Regions from separate parts of the Mus musculus genome. Here regions 2 and 3 are each linked to region 1. Evidence: chromatin contacts called from public HiChIP or PLAC-seq data. All regions are on one chromosome and are shown on one strand. Each heading gives the region's core, a stretch centred on a gene start, on an enhancer-like site or on the middle of the called end of the contact. The rest is flanking DNA. Distances are from core to core; before and after follow the strand shown.

Region 1 (5,112 bases), core at 810-3,309:
AAAAACAGACTGAGATGCCCTACACAGTCTGTGTCTGTATAAGCTACACACTTTCTGTAATGGCCAACATCAATTTATCTTTATCCCATAGAGGGCCTGGCTTGGAGCATGTGTTCCAGGGACTGAATCATTTGAGGTAGGAGTGAATACTTTTCTTTCTATCCTCTTGCATTCTTCCAGTAAAATTAAAGCTTATCGCTATCATGTATGTTCCCAAGCAATGTTTAATTATCTGTAAAAAGCTTTGTATCTGAGACTGCATGGATTACAGATGGGAAAGGAAAAAAAAGTGTTTATTTCCACAGTGTCTCACTTCCAAGAATGGGGTGAGCTATTGACAAACCATCACACGAAGACATTTTTTTTTAAAGATTTATTTATTTATTATATGTAAGTACACTGTAGTTGTCTTCAGATACACCAGAATAGGGCATCAGATCTCATTACGGGTGGTTGTGAGCCACCATGTGGTTGCTGGGATTTGAACTTCGGACCTTCGGAAGAGCAGTCGGGTGCTCTTACCCACTGAGCCATCTCACCAGCCCCGACATTATTTTTTTTGTTGCAGCCACTCATAAATGGGAGAAGAATGTTGAAAGGAAAAGAAAATGTAGGGGCTGGAGAGATGGCTCCATGGTTAATAGCACTGACTGCTCTTACCGAGGTCCTGAGTTCAATTCCCAGCAACCACATGGTGGTTCACAACCATCTGTTACAGGATCTGATGCCCTCCTCTGGTGTGTCTGAACACAGCAAGTGTGTGCTCACATAAAATAAATAAATCTTAAAATAGAAAAAAGAAAAGAAAATGCAGAAAAATAATATGAAGTCTAAAAGTTCACAGCGAAAGAGGCATTTTCTGCAAAGTTCCCAAGCAAGTGACTCCATGCTGTTTGTTGATCAGCATTGTGAGCCCTCGTGTTTAACATTGAGCTACCCCATACTCCACAAGCCCAACGCTCCTTCAGTGACATATGCAGCAGCTGCATCATCATTGCCCATGATCTAGATTCTAAGCTCTAGGTGTGGTGGTTTGAATAAGGATGGCTCCCATAGACTCATGCCAGGGAATGGCATTAGGAGCTGTGGCCTCGTGGGAGGAAGTATGTCACTGAGGGTGGGCTAATAATATAGAAGTTAGTACCAAGGACTGGGGTTTTTGCTGCCCTAGGCTGGACCAAGTTTCTTGGTGGAATGTGGACTTTGGATTAGGAAAATAGTTGAATGGTTCAAGTAGAGCATCACAGGCCATACTGGTAAGACCATGGAAGATGGTGCTGTTGGTGACATGAATTATGGGGTACACAGGTTTTAGAGGAGAAGAATTGTAGGCCTAGATTTTTCAAACCCTACTTTTAATAAGGGTTCTTAAACGCTTTATCCTCTCTTCTAGCCCACCACCCACCAGAGGGAGTGGAAAGGAAAGGTTAATAGAGCAAAGGAGGGTGTGGATCTGTTTAGAAAAAGTTCTTTGGAGCAAATCCAATCTGTGTTACCAGGATATCAGCAGTACAGTTCACTCAGAACAGCAGCAGCAGCTCGATCCACTTGCAAACACCATTCATGAATCAGCAATGGCAGGTCAATCCAGAAGAAACCTCGAGGCTCTGCCAAGTACAAGGAAGCAGCAGCAAGAAGCTGCCAGAAAGAACACCACCAGAAGTTCTTTTGTGGCATTTCTGTCTATGAAGTCATATCAAATGATGACTAGCAAAGAATGGCAAGGCAAGGTGCTGGTGAGATGGCTTAGCAGGTAAGAGCACTGACTGCTCTTCCCAAGGTACTGAGTTCAAATCCCAGCAACCACATGGTGGCTTACAACCATCGTAATGAGATCTGATGCCCTCTTCTGGTGTGTCTCAAGTCAACTACAGTGTACTTATGTATAATAATAATAAATAAATTAAAAAAAAAAAGAATGGCAAACCAAACCATACAGCTTCATCAGCGAAGACCAGTGTCAGCAAAACCCAATGATAACCAGCAAATATATATATCCTTTCCAAACATCACATTCTTGTTCTCTCAAGTGTCAGCTTTAGCAAAACATCACATGCCCTTTGCCTAGACTGCTTCTAGAAAACCACCGTGTATCTGTTCTCAGCAAAACATCCTCCCACATGTCTGCTTCAGCAAAAACATCCTCTCATAAGACAGTTTCCAGAAAAACATCACATGACATGACTGCATCTCCAAAGAAGCCAGAAATTTCCAATTCAAAGAGTACTAGTATGCAACCTAGAGACCATTCTTGTGATATTTTGACAAAGATCATGGGTACATTCTGCTCTTGTCATGCACACAGACACACAAATCTGCCTGAGGTTAAATAGAAGAGTTATGAATGAACATCTTTAGAAGATTTGTCTCTAAGAGATTTCCAAAAAGTTTAGTATTGACTTTGTTGCTTGGTTATTAGTGACCATACTTATGCAGATCTGTAACGAAGAGGACCAAGCTAAACAAGGAACATACAGAATGTACAGTTTGAGGAGAAAAGGAGCCCAGGGAAGTGTAATGGAGTCAAGTCCAGTGCTTGAGGAGATAAACCTGATGTTAAATGGAAAGGAGAAGTGGTGACCTCAAGCCAGGACTCCACCTAGCTAAGCTTCCAACTTCTGAGAAGTAATCAAAGAAAAGTTTAGAACTGGGTGTAGCTGAATTACCTTGAATGTTAGCAGCACTCATGAGACAGAGGCAGCAGGCAGGTCACTGAGTTCAAGGCCAGCCTGGTGTACAGATGGGGTTCCAGGACAGCCAAGCTTAGGCAGTGAAGGAAACCACTGAAAACAGAAAGCTGGTGAAGATGGATTTGAATGAAGAGGCACATTCCAGGCCCAGCAGCAGCAGAACTTGGTAGCTTTGGCCATATTGCTCTGGCTTTAGAGTGGAGGGTACAAAAAAAAGAGTTATGGAATCTCCCTCCGTGACTAAGGAAAGCTGATGGGGCCAGGTGTGTGTCAGGGATGTTTCTGCATGGAGACCCAGAGACCTTTGCTTAAAGTTGTGCAGGTAAAAACCTGGATTGTTGTGATAGTTTGAATGCTTGGCCACAGGGAGTGGCACTATTGGGAGGTGTGGCCTTATTGAACGAAGCGTGGCCTTGTTAGAGGAAGTGTGTCACTGTGGAGGCAGGACTTTGAAGTCATATATGCTCAAGCTCTGTTCAGTGTGACATACATTCTCCTTCTGATGCCTCCAGATCAATATGTAAAACTCTCAGCTCCTCCAGCACAATGTCTCCTTGGATGCTGCCATCCTTCCCGCCATGATGATAATGGAGTGAACCTCTGAAACTGTAAGTCAGCCCCAATTAAATGTTATGAGTTGCCATGGTCATGGTGTCTATTCACAGTGATGGAAAACCTAACTCAGACGATTGCCCCAGAAAGCCCCCAAGATGTTGGATATGCCAGAGTCATGGGATTTGTGAAGAGGGATGCTGTTAACAGGGAGTGGAACTGGCCCAAGAGAAATAACTGTGTTGCAGTCAACAAAGTTGAAAAGAGTTGGAGATCTGAAGACTGCTTTGACATCAGGCACGGAGATGCAGAGTTTGGAGTTTACACAGCTGTTTTTTGGTCTTGCTTTTGTCCAGTATTTCCCCTTTCCTCCCTTTTGGGATGGTGATAGATATCCTGTATATGTTGGAAGTATGTGATCTTGATTTTGATTTTATTCCAGATCATAGTTAAGAGCTTGCCATAAGTCTTAGAACAGACTTTGGACTTTTAAGCAGGGTTAAGACTGATAGACTATGGAGACTTTTGAGGTAGGATTGAGTGCATTTCTGGATTATGATAAAGCTACAAGTCTGTGGGGACTGGGATGTAGAATGTGGTGGCTTGAAAAAGAATGGCCCCCACAGACACATACTTGAATGTTTAAGGGGTATCATTAGAAGGTGTGGCCTTGTTGGAGTAGGTGTGGCTTTATTAGAGGAAGTATATTATTGGGTTTGGGGGGTGGTGAGCTTTGGGTTTTGTCTTTGTGTATGCCTGTATGAGGAGGTCAGATCTTTTGAGACTGGAGTTACAGGCAATTGTAAGCTGCCATATGGGTACTGGGAATTGAACCCAGGTCCTCTGGAAAAGCAGCCAGTTCTCTTAACCACTGAGCCATCTCTTCAGTCCCGTTCCAATGAATTTTTGAGAAGCTTTTCTAGAAGTGCCTGAACCCAGAGAGACAATAAAAACAGTTGTTCTCAACCTGTGAGTTGAGACACCTTTGGGGGTTGCATATCAGATATTTATTTACATTGATTCACAACAATTGTAAAACTTTCAGTTTTGAAGTCGCAATGAAATAATTTTATGGTTGGGGGTGTCATTACAACATGAAGAACTGTATTAAAGGGTCACAGCATTAGGCAGGTTGAGAATCACTGCAACAAAAGAAGAATTTTGTGCCAGGTGGTAGTGCCATGTGTCTTTAATCCCAGCACTCAGGAGGCAGAGGCAGGCAGATCTCTGAGTTCGAGGCCAGCCTGGTCTTTAGAGTGAGTTCCAGGACAGCCAAGGCTATACAGAGAAACCTTGTCTCAAAAACAAAACAAAACAAACAAACAAAAATAAGGTATTTGTAAAACATACCCTAGATCCGTTGTGCTAAGACATAACAGCATTCCAAATATACATAGCCCAAGTAGCCAAGGGGTTAGAGCTCTTATCAGCTTTGATGAGCTTGATATAAGGGGAATTTCCCTTTATCCCCAAAGATGAAGTGGTCTTAACCTTCTTGCATGCTGTTTGCTTGTTAGTTAATAGGTTTATTTTTATTTTATGTATGTGTGTGTTTTGCCTGAATATATGCTGTGTACCTTAAGTGTACTTAGTACATGAGGAGTCCAGAAGAGGGCGCCACATCCCACAGAACTGGAGTTACAGATGGTTGTGAGCTGCTGTGTGGGTGCTAGGAATCAAACCTGGGTCCTCCAGTGCTCTTAACTGATGAGCCATCTCTCCAGCCCCTTCCATGATTCTTTAAAAAGCAGTCATAGTGAAGAGAGTACAAGGTTGTGCATCAGGACAGTAACACCCCCAATCCATTTCTGTAACAAGTCAGAGTAAGATGACAGATCTTTCAAAGGGACACCAGCAACTGTCTGGGCCC
Region 2 (5,112 bases), core at 681-3,180, 120 kb after region 1:
TGGATGAGGCAGCTAATAAGGGACAGGAGCTGGTACACACATCATCACAACATTCTTCATTACGGTCTCTTTCTGCCTTCAACCCCTTGCCCAGTTTGTAACTTCATAAGGTGGGGTAATGATGCCAGGAACTTTGTAGCCCTGAGGCAGAACTCTGCCCCAGCTGTGGCCTTCGTAACCTCCCCTTACTACAAGCGACACAGCCACCTCCACTCAAATCCTGACGACAGCTCAGTATATAACGGTAGCGTGTTACATACTAACTTGGTCATTTTGGGGAAAGCTGCTTGTGTGTGTAAAGGGGGGGGGGTGGTTTGGGGCTTGGGATCAAACAAATGAGTAAGTAGGAAAAAAGACCAACCATCCACTGAGATCCTAACCAGGCTTTCATAACTTAAGACTGGAGTCTTCCACAAACTCACACAGGTAGCCATAGAAGCTACTCCTGGAAATCCAATCCTGGCCAGAACATGCTAGGGCCACCCACATTCCTACCTGCAGCAACCTTCCTTTCTCCCTCAGCATCAACCCTAAGATCCTCCAGGGCTCTGTAGCTCAGTAACTTTGCAGGGTGTTAAGTCTAGAGGAGCCCAGAGGTCCGTGGCCTCCCATGTGGGGGTTACAATTCCTACAACCTTAAATCCTGTAAAGCGTGCCCACAAGGTCCTTCAGCTTCTCGCCAGAACTTCCAAACCTTGCCTTTACACTTAACAAAGCTTCCTACTAAATATCTACACCAAATTTCCGTACATTAGTTTTTCTTTCTGCTTGTGAAAGGGGTGGTGGTGGTGGTGAAACTAGTCAAGATCGGATATCCTCTGCAATACCAGCTTCTAGAAAAGAGCGTTTTTGAATGGGATGCCACGTGCTGTGTTTTGCCATATTGCCTGCGCTTCCTGCTTGGAGCCAGAGTAACAGAAACCTTGGGCACTGGGAACTGTTCCGTGCCACGCAAATTCCACTCCGTATCTTCCAGGCAACCCTGTCGCAAATAATTCATGTCCACTACGCCCCTACCACACAGAATACAACTACATTGTGCTGCTAGAAATGGGAAACCTGATTCAGATCAGAGAAGGTAGAAAAACATTTAGTTCAACACAATACTGCCTTTATGAAAAGGGGCGTGCGCCGGGTGGTGGTGTAAATCCCAAACCTGTAAGTGGGGATAGATTTCAAGACGAATTTTGGAAGAAAATGCAGAATCAAAATAGCATCCAGCTTGACTCAGACCAGTAATAATAATAACAACAACAAAAACCCAGCCAGTCCTTCTAGAGCTACGCCTGTTTAGGCTGCGCGGTGCTCTTAATGGCCAGCCAGCCTGTTCTCCTGGGAAATGGTGCTGCTGCTACAGCGTGACTTGCTTTGCGTGCTGCAATAAAAGGAAAACAAGCTTGCACGACCCAATAGCTTCCTTCAGTTTGTGCCTAGCAGCGGGGAGAAAATTAAAAAAAAAAAAAAAAAAAGCCTGAAAAGGGGTCCTGAGGCAAGGTGAATGGAGGACAGGATCCTAGAGAACAGCACTGCCCTGCAGGATTTTTGTAAACAGCAGCCTGTAATGGCCACGGTTAGAGAAAGAAAAACAGACATGGAGGGAAGCGTGTTTACAACTGCAGCAAGGGCGGGAGGCGGAGGGAGGGATTCCCCGGCTCTGCGCTCGGCCCTCTTCACTCCGGTGGGGCCCCGGGGTTGGGCTGAGCTTCAGCTCCCCACCCCAATCCGTGCTTTCTTGGGGGGCCCCCCATCTTGTTTATGGGAAGGTTACTCCTCCTCGGCTCTGGTGATCGCGTCCCTAATACTCCAGCTGCATCCTTGCGGGATGCCAGCTTGACTGACAAGTCCTGCAGCCAATCGCTGGTTGGGCCCTTAGGAAAGGTGGAATTTCCCAACAAACTGATTGGCTGAGAGAGAGGGCGGGCCCTGGTGATTGGCGTGTTATTCCGAGTAGAAAGTAGTAAACAACCTTGGTCCAGGGGCGGTGGGGAGGGCGCCCGGTGCCAGCTCCCTCTGGCTGGCAGGGCGGGGTGGGGAAGCACCCGAGACAAAAGGAATCCTGGCTGCCACAGCGGGGAGGGCAGGAAGGGGGTGGCCCCAAAAGTCAGCACCTGGAGGCGTCGTTTGGAGCCCCCCCCCCCCCCCCCCCGAGCCAGAACTGCTGACTTTAAGCCACACATCGTTTTTTTGTTTTGTGCAGAACCTCAAAGGTTTTGTTTCCATCATTTTCACTTCTTGTATGGCTGACGAAGTCTCCAATGGAATGATAACCGATTTAGTCGCTTTTGTCCAGAAGCCCCTTCCTCACCGTCGAATAAAAATTTAAAATTGTCTTTTACGAAAGTTGCTTTAAATCACACACTAAAATTGTTGCACTATACAATACGCCATTAATGGCATGCTGGTGCACCAGACACACAGCTACATCTTTTGATAGCAAGTTTTAGGAGCTCTGAGCCTATTGGGAGCAGCTGGGATGGAGAACATACACAAAAAGAAACAACACATGACGGCGTTGGGACCACTTGATAAGAAATAAGCGGTTAACTTGCCTTGCCCATAGTATTTCTGGCAGTCTCACTTGAATCTCCCATTCCCTCACTCCAGCTTCACCATCCTTACAGGACCCCAGGCGGAGGAAACCATCTGCTCTTAGGATGGGGGGCTCTGCTCACCCCGCACATAAACATGCTCACAAGTCGCTATCCTGAGCAAGCCTCCTCAATGTAAAAGGGGACCAGGAGGCCAGCCAAGCCGGCTCTCTCCACTTCAATGCTTGTTGAATATACAGAGACCACGTTGTCACTTTTCACAATCAAGATATATCGGTATCACGATATATCGATAACGGGTACTTTATAGGAGATAACAGTGCAAACTGGCCACCTGGCATTCTCCTTTGCCATTCTAGTCCCTCACCTCTGCTATCTCCTATGGAGCCTGCCACAAGCAACCCCAGTAAATGTTCACCCCAAGTCACCTTTGCTGTATAAAACATGGATTTAGGCTTTCCTTGGTCCTTGCAGCCTGGCATCAGACCCCAAACCAGTAGCTACTTTCATTGTAGGCACCCTCCCTCTGGACACTTTGTTCTGTTCCCAGGTCCCTGCCCAGACCACACACATCATTTTACTCAACGTTGGTTTTTATGCTTTCTAGACTTTACCTCTGCCTGCCCAGGAGAGGCCACTGTTCTCCACCGTTCTCCCTGGCCCAGCTACCCCACTTCTTGCAGAAGACTGAAATTTGTTTTCTTAGCACTAAGTCTCTGATAGGGCTTTAATGCTGTATTTAGACTCCACTCCTACGTTAAGACCCTGAACTTCCTGAGGCCTGGAATGGTATTATCTTCAGATTTGGGTCTTCAGTGGAGATGGGCTTCTACTAAAGTGCCCGCTGCAAACTTGCCAAATATTTCTAGGATTCTTCCCTAGCATCCTGAGTATGCCTACCCCTGAAAATCTTTCCTTACACACGTGCAATTAATGTGTTTTCTCTGCTGGGTCAACAACTCTGTTTTCTCTACTTGGCAAATTTCCACTCTGCCTAAAATCACTTCCTCTCTTGGCATACCTTTCACAACCTCCCACCAACTACACTGTGTACCAAGAGCAGAGAGGTCTCTTTCCGTTCTTACTTCTCTGGCCAGAATTAGCTACAAAACTAGAACTAGCATGGTTTGTTGGTAAAGGAAGAGCGGAGAGGCAAAATTTCAGAAGTGGTATCACCTGTACATCTGCATAACCAACCCATTGCCATCTGTAGGGGTGAAGCAGCGCCATGCTCCGTTTGTGGCTGTGATGGTCTCCCCCTGCTTTCTGTCTGAAGGCCTCTGTCTCTGAGGTGGATTCTTACTCCCCCCTCCATCTCAATCAGAGATCTCCTCCTGGCTCTTATGCTATCAACTCTGCACATCCCCGATTCCTTTCCACCATGACACTGAACTGTCATCTCCTTTTCTATCTGACCAGTCACTGACTTGCTCACAGTTTAGTCTGTCCGCCATACAGCCATATCCAGTGTTCTAAGAATTGTGGGGTTCCACAGCTGGGGCTCAGTCTCTGCTTACGCCCTCATGTGACATCTGTCATCAACCCTCCATCTTTCTAAGCCTTTAATGGTGGAAAAGAGTAAACCTGTAGATAAAGAGTGGTACCAGATTTCACCTTAAGATTACAGATACTTGTTTGTGAATAGAATTTGTTCTGGTACAGGCAAATGCACGGTTTAAAATCAAAACTAACAAAATATACAGTATATTAGCTGGGAACAAATAGCCAACTAAAGCAATGTAAAGCTGGGAGTCTGTATTCTGGCTCAAAGCCCATCACGGTGAGGCAAACATGATGGCCTGAGCTTCAGGATGCTCATTACCACACTGCATCCTCAGTCAAGAAGCAGAGAGAACTGGTTCCCAGGACAGGGGCTGGTGCTGCCTAAGTCTTGGTCTTCCCGTCTTTAAGTTAACACGGCCCTTGGCAGGCATGCCTGAAGCTTGACTTTTCGGTGATTACAGACCCTATCAAACACCATAAATAATAACACCACACATATATTACATATATAAAAACTATAACACAGAACACTCAATTGGCTTTCAGTAAGTGGGCTATTTTTTTTTCTTTGTTGCTTAATGTATTCTAGATCTGTCTATGTTTACAAACGGTATGTCTTCTCTACTAACAAATAGGATTTCAAATTAAAAAGCTGAACAGCAAAGGAGACAGTGAAGAGACAATCTGTTAGCTTTTCATCTGACAAGGGATTAATATACTGAATATATAAAGAACAAAATTTAAATGTCAAAAGAACAAATAATCAAACCAATAAATGGGCAAATTAATCAAATGGGCAGTTTTCAAAAGAAGCACAAAAGACCAATACATACATGAGAAATGCTCAACACCCTTAGCCACCAGGGAAATGCAAATGTAAACCACACCGAGATTCAAATCTCACCCCATTCACAATGGAGCACATTAAGACAACCATCAACAAACACTGGCAAGGATGCAGGGGGAAATGTGCCTGTACACATTGTTGGTGGAAATAAAAATGAAGTAGTTTAGATACTATGGAAGCCTATATGGCCAAAAATGTGCTACTACCTCACTT
Region 3 (5,112 bases), core at 1,266-3,765, 70 kb before region 1:
ATGCTAGAACTGATAGCTGTGCCCCCCAAAGATACTGAAATCCCCACTAGCATCTCTGAAAGGGAACTTTTTTGTAATTTTTATAGGTAATTGAGCCATGGTGGGGCACTCTTCTTCCAAAATCCAATACAACTGATATCCTCATCAAAAATAGGACTCTCAACCTGGGCTGACAATGTTTCCAAAGAAGGCCATGTGGAGGCATATAAGTACTGCCATTTTGGGCCAACGAACTACTGGAGCAAGCAGAAGCAAGGATAGAGCAGGCAACAAATTCCCTCACAGCCCTCCAAAGATATACTCCACGACTTTGGACCCCCAGCCTTCAGAAACAAAAGACAAAGCAAAGTTTGCTATGTAAGAATGTCAGACTTGGTTCCCCACAGAGCAGCCCAGGAAAAGTGTGCAGACATGAACAGCGTAGACACAGAGGAACCCACTCTTCAGGCAGCTGGGGATTAAAAGGAATCTGCTCCGGCATGGCCGTAGTGGGATGTACCTTTAATTACAGCACTCAGGAGACAGAGGCAGGTAGATCTCTGAGTTCCAGGCCAGCCTGGTGAATTTGGGTAGCCAAGGTTACACAAAGAAACCCTGTCTTAGCCCTGGAGAGGCGGCTCCACTGGTTAAGAGCATTTACTAGCTGTTTTTCCAAAGGACCCAGGTTCAATTGCCAGCATCCACATGGCATCTCACAACTGTCTACAACTCAAGTTCCAGGGATCCAACACCCTCACACAAATGTACAAGCGGTAATGCCAACACACGTAGAAATAAATAATATATTTAAGAGAATGAAAAACTGTTCATTCAGATTCCTGATAAACGAGCTTGGTATCCATCTTTAATTTATTAACATGGGCCCAAGGAAAGAGACCTTGAAAACCTGTTTTGCAAATATTGACTTAAAATCATATCCCCTCACCTTCATGAGCCCTTCCCGCGTGGGATCAGAAGTTCTTAGGATGTCTTCGATGGACCACCAGGATTCCTTTAAGTAAACAGCCACAACTGAAGGAAAAACCAAGAGAAAGGCATGAGCCACACAGCTCACTCACTAGCCGTGAGGTGGTACTTTTAATAGCATGGGCTGACAAGTTGCATGCTTTGTGGGGGGTCTAGGTGACATTTTGGGCTGCGTTATGATGTTGTGCATAGATCCTAGGGCCCTGAACACGCTTCACAAGCGCTTTACCACTGAGGTAATCCCCCAGCCGGGAGTAACTCCATAAGTTACGTAAGTCCTATAAAAACACATCAGTATCACTTGATAGGAACAAGACAGGTAGTTTACAGGTGGCCGTCTGTGGTTCAGAAAAAGAAATATCCCACTGACACTGACTAAAACAAAATACAAACCAATATTGAAGCAGTCGATGAGTTAAGAATTGCATTTTCCTTTTTTAGGCTTGGGGATGTATCGCAGTTGGTAGAATGCTTGTCTACTGTGCATGAAGCCGCAGGTTCAATCCCCACCACCACATAAACTGGGTATGTAGACTTCAATGGTATACTTGATGCAGATCCGGCATGCAGGGGCAAGGATGGGAGTAGGGGCGAAGATGAGTAGAGGCAGGAGAGTCAGAAGTGCAAGGTCACCCTCAGTAATATAGCAAGTTCAAGGCCAGCCTGGGTTACATGAGACTCTGCCTCTTTTTTTTTTTTTTTTTTTTTTTTTTTTTCTTATTAGAAACATCTATCAAGGGACTGGAGAGATGATAGCTCAGTGGTTAAGAGCACTGACTGCTCTTCCAGAGGTTCTGAGTTAAAAATCCCAGCAACCACATGGTGGCTCACAACTATCTGTAATAAGATCTGATGCCCTCTTCTGGTGTGTCTGAGGACAGCTACAGTGTACTTAGATATAATAAAGAAACATATATCAAGGATTGGTGAGATGACACAGCAGTTAAAAGCACAGGCTGCTCTTCCAGAGGACCTGTGTTTAAGTCCCAACACCCACATGGCATCTCACAACTGTCTATAACTCCAGTTCCAGAGGATCGGACATTCTCACAGAGACATACACAGCGGCAAAACACCATCAGTGCACATTAAAATAATAAAAAAATAATAAAATAAAATGAAGAGACATATATCAAAGTCCAATCATTTGAAGTTGGAGAAATGACTTGGCAGCTAAGAGCAAAGCCACTGCTCTGGCTGAGGGCCTAGGCTCAGAATTTACAGCAGCCACACACAGCTCACAGCATCTACAAACCCAGTTCTGGAAGAGCTGACACCTCTGCGGGCGCAAGGCACACATGTGGTACCAGACACACATGCAGGAAAATACTCACACACATAATTTTCTAAACAACGTTATCTTTTTCTAAAAAGACATCATTTGCACAGCTCATAACTCCCCAGGCATCCTAAGATCGAATGCTATCTATGGGCTCCGCGTAAAGACAACTATTTCCTGTGTGTTGAGCAATGCCTTGGCATTCGACTCAGCCCTGCCTGCTTTCATGTGCATTTCCTCCAGCCCCATAATGAAGCTATTATCGGCATCGTTTTGAGGACACTGCAGTGCTGAGAGGGAGGTGGCGTGAAGACAACTGGTTAGAAGGGCCAGAGGGAGGGTCTAGCTCTGGACTTCGGACCATAAATCCAGTAAAAGGCCAGAGACGCAGCATGATCTTCAGAATGGGTGGACCATGTGGGGAGGAGCTATCTTTGGGAAAGGCGGCTCTGGAGCAAAGACTCAGGAGCAGAGCACAGTTTTCCTTCCTCCTATCTCACTGTTACTAACTGTGCCGCCAGCACCCTGGTCATTTGCACAGCATCCTCAGAACCAGGTCTGCAGGTAGACACACATTCACCCTGCCCCAGATGCCTCACTAGGGTTGCCCGAGCACGTCAGCCCAGTGTCTAGGAAGCTGCTAGGTGGGCTGGGTATGTGTTCCCTGTCTGCCAATCAATGAGTGGATTGCCTCACACTTTTCTGCCCCCCATCCCATGTATTCAGCCTTTTGCCTCAAATAACCAAGGTAGCCCCTCACTCAGGCCCACTCCGGTCTCACCAGGCCATCCCTACTTAGTGGTCAGGCCTTGAAAGGTGAATCCCACCCTGGCTTCTGCCTCTTTGTTCTCACCTCACATACAAAAGTTCCTTTGCCTGCTTTCTGTTACTTTTTATGCCTTTTTATTAATAGATATTTTAAAAAAATAAAAATAAAACAAAACTACTTCTTAAGCCAGGTACCTGATTCCATGGGTTTGGGAAGCCACACGATTTTAAATTTTAAATTTAATTTTTAAAATTTCAATATATCTAGTAAATTTAGTAAAAATTAAATGTTAAATTTTAAATGCACCTTCCCTTTGAACCCTTTCTAAATGAAGATTTGGGGGACAACGTAATCAAAACCAAGTCATTTAAGATTAGGTTTGCATTAGTAAACACTGTGAACCACCCAGGGTCAGCAACCTCCCCCTCTTTTCCCTGTTCTGCTATTTGAGACGCCTTAGTGGAGATCTGTGAGGACCAGGCTACAAAGCACAAGCTAGAAGCACAAGCCAGACAGTCAAGACTGTCTCAGAACCTGCCCCTCCTCCTCCAAAGACCAACAGCCTCTCTTCTCCCTGCCTGTTAGCTTCTCTGACAACGGTTCGAAAATTCATGCAGCAGGCTGGGAGGGAAGAGCCAATTAAATGCCTGAGGCTCACCTTCACTTAGTCAATGTGATTACTCTCCAAAATGGCAGCTACTAGAACTTGCAGGGGGGCTCTCAACAGCCATGGGGACAAGCTGTTATTTCCCACAAGGTGAACCAGCGAAGCTGTTCGGTCTAGTAACAGACTGTGCCCCCCTGTAACATAAATGTTCGGTTCTCTAAGACTGGTTCAAACGAACATGTTGACAGGGCACCTTTCGAGTTTCACGGCGCACAGCAGGGCCATCCTTCGTCATGTTGGACGATTACAGAATGGATTCAAATGGCCTCATGATGCTCTTCAAAACTCATCTTCAATGGCTAAGGACACATAACAATGAGCGTGGGGATCCAGTCAAATTTAGCCGTCTAAAATAAACCCGTCCTCAGACCAGAACCAGCCCGGAGGATGCGGCAGCTTTTGATCAGTGGAGTGACTGGAAATGCAGGCAACGGAGCTGGCAGCAGAGCCCGTGCCAAGGCTGGCACGGCACAGCAAGGACACGTGACAGCACCGGGGGACCGACAGGTGCTGCGGGGCCTTCACTGGGGAGACCCTGGATCTAGGCAGCGCTAAGGGGAACAAAATGAAAATAAAACCACCTATGCTTCAAAAAAACAAAAGTTCCCTAGCAGATCTAAATATCACTCCCCACTCTCCCCATCCAACCCCTCCCCCATCCAGAGCTAAGAGGAGCCAACAGGCCAGATCATCATGAAAGGCACTGCCAAGGCATTAGCACCAATTTAATCTCTCTCTCTCTCTCTCTCTCTCTCTCTCTCTCTCTCTCTCTCTCTCTCTCTCTCTCGCTCTCTCTCTCTCTCCAAGTGACAGGTGACACCGAGCACAAGGAAGATGTTGCTGATGGATTTTTATTCTACGGCAAGCCAAGGTTTCTCAAACAAGTTAAGACAGTGAAGTCCCTAAGTGAACTCCCGGTGGCCCAGATTCATCCCGGGCAAGAAGGGGATCAAGTAAATTCAGCTCTCCTTGGCTGAGCTTCCAGCTGTCCACAGAACCTTGGCCCCAGGGACTGATGAATTTACCTCCATCCTGACTGCAGAGGTTGGCAGCTTGCAGAGGAAGACAGAGCCCAGCTAGCAGCCCTGACCAAGGCATGGAGGTGCTGAAACCGACTGCCATGGGGACCCAGAGGAAAAAAACAGCTCTGCAGAGAGCGGGGAAAGGGACAGTGTCCTCAGAGAACTCCAAAAAGTCTGAATCACTGGATTAAGGCTTCAGCTGGCAGAGGAGACGGGCTGTCAATGTAAGGCAGAGACATGGAGGCCCACCTGCGAGGGCAAGACCACAGTCAAGACAACTCAAGACACCGGGTGAAGAAATGAAGAAGAAATGGTTGTAAATGCCATTTCAGCAAAGCCTTGAGTCACTCGCTCAGATCCCAGCATCTGAAGGGCTTCAGCAGAAGCCGTGGGCAAGACAGCTGGAAGT

The links. HiChIP or PLAC-seq counts read pairs in DNA pulled down with a chosen protein or histone mark.
Region 2: an H3K27ac HiChIP or PLAC-seq map of regulatory T cell precursor shows a contact between it and region 1, with 3 times the contacts expected there. The contact joins two enhancer-like sites. A contact is called at or near these places in 4 of 484 Hi-C or Micro-C datasets (the HL-1 cell line, the N1E-115 cell line, double positive thymocytes and 1 more), 3 of 115 datasets of contacts at active chromatin or transcription factors (acute myeloid leukemia, regulatory T cell precursor and thymic regulatory T cells) and 3 of 9 other capture datasets (adipose tissue, embryonic stem cells and liver).
Region 3: an H3K27ac HiChIP or PLAC-seq map of thymic regulatory T cells shows a contact between it and region 1, with 3 times the contacts expected there. The contact joins two enhancer-like sites. A contact is called at or near these places in 2 of 484 Hi-C or Micro-C datasets (B cells and hematopoietic stem cells), 4 of 115 datasets of contacts at active chromatin or transcription factors (double positive thymocytes, embryonic stem cells, regulatory T cells and 1 more) and 1 of 9 other capture datasets (adipose tissue).

Annotation. Positions count from the first base shown.
Region 1 is chr7:68,247,653-68,252,764 of GRCm38.p6, reverse strand. The region is part of intron 1 of Pgpep1l (pyroglutamyl-peptidase I-like); the gene reads left to right. Among named protein-coding and RNA genes, the nearest start is that of Pgpep1l, 14 kb to the left of the region's middle. Within about 2 kb of position 2,059, at least 16 of the 459 cell types and tissues checked have an H3K27ac peak or open chromatin away from gene starts, as enhancers often do. A contact at or near this core is called in regulatory T cells, regulatory T cell precursor and thymic regulatory T cells, where this site is marked.
Region 2 is chr7:68,125,954-68,131,065 of GRCm38.p6, reverse strand. The region is part of intron 2 of Igf1r (insulin-like growth factor I receptor); the gene reads right to left. Among named protein-coding and RNA genes, the nearest start is that of Gm51488, 8.7 kb to the left of the region's middle. Within about 2 kb of position 1,930, at least 378 of the 459 cell types and tissues checked have an H3K27ac peak or open chromatin away from gene starts, as enhancers often do. A contact at or near this core is called in regulatory T cell precursor and thymic regulatory T cells, where this site is marked.
Region 3 is chr7:68,317,719-68,322,830 of GRCm38.p6, reverse strand. Fam169b (family with sequence similarity 169, member B) reads right to left here. Exons shown (of 9, transcript NM_001374636.1): 4 at 926-1,011. Among named protein-coding and RNA genes, the nearest start is that of Gm16158, 33 kb to the left of the region's middle. Within about 2 kb of position 2,515, at least 42 of the 459 cell types and tissues checked have an H3K27ac peak or open chromatin away from gene starts, as enhancers often do. A contact at or near this core is called in regulatory T cells and thymic regulatory T cells, where this site is marked.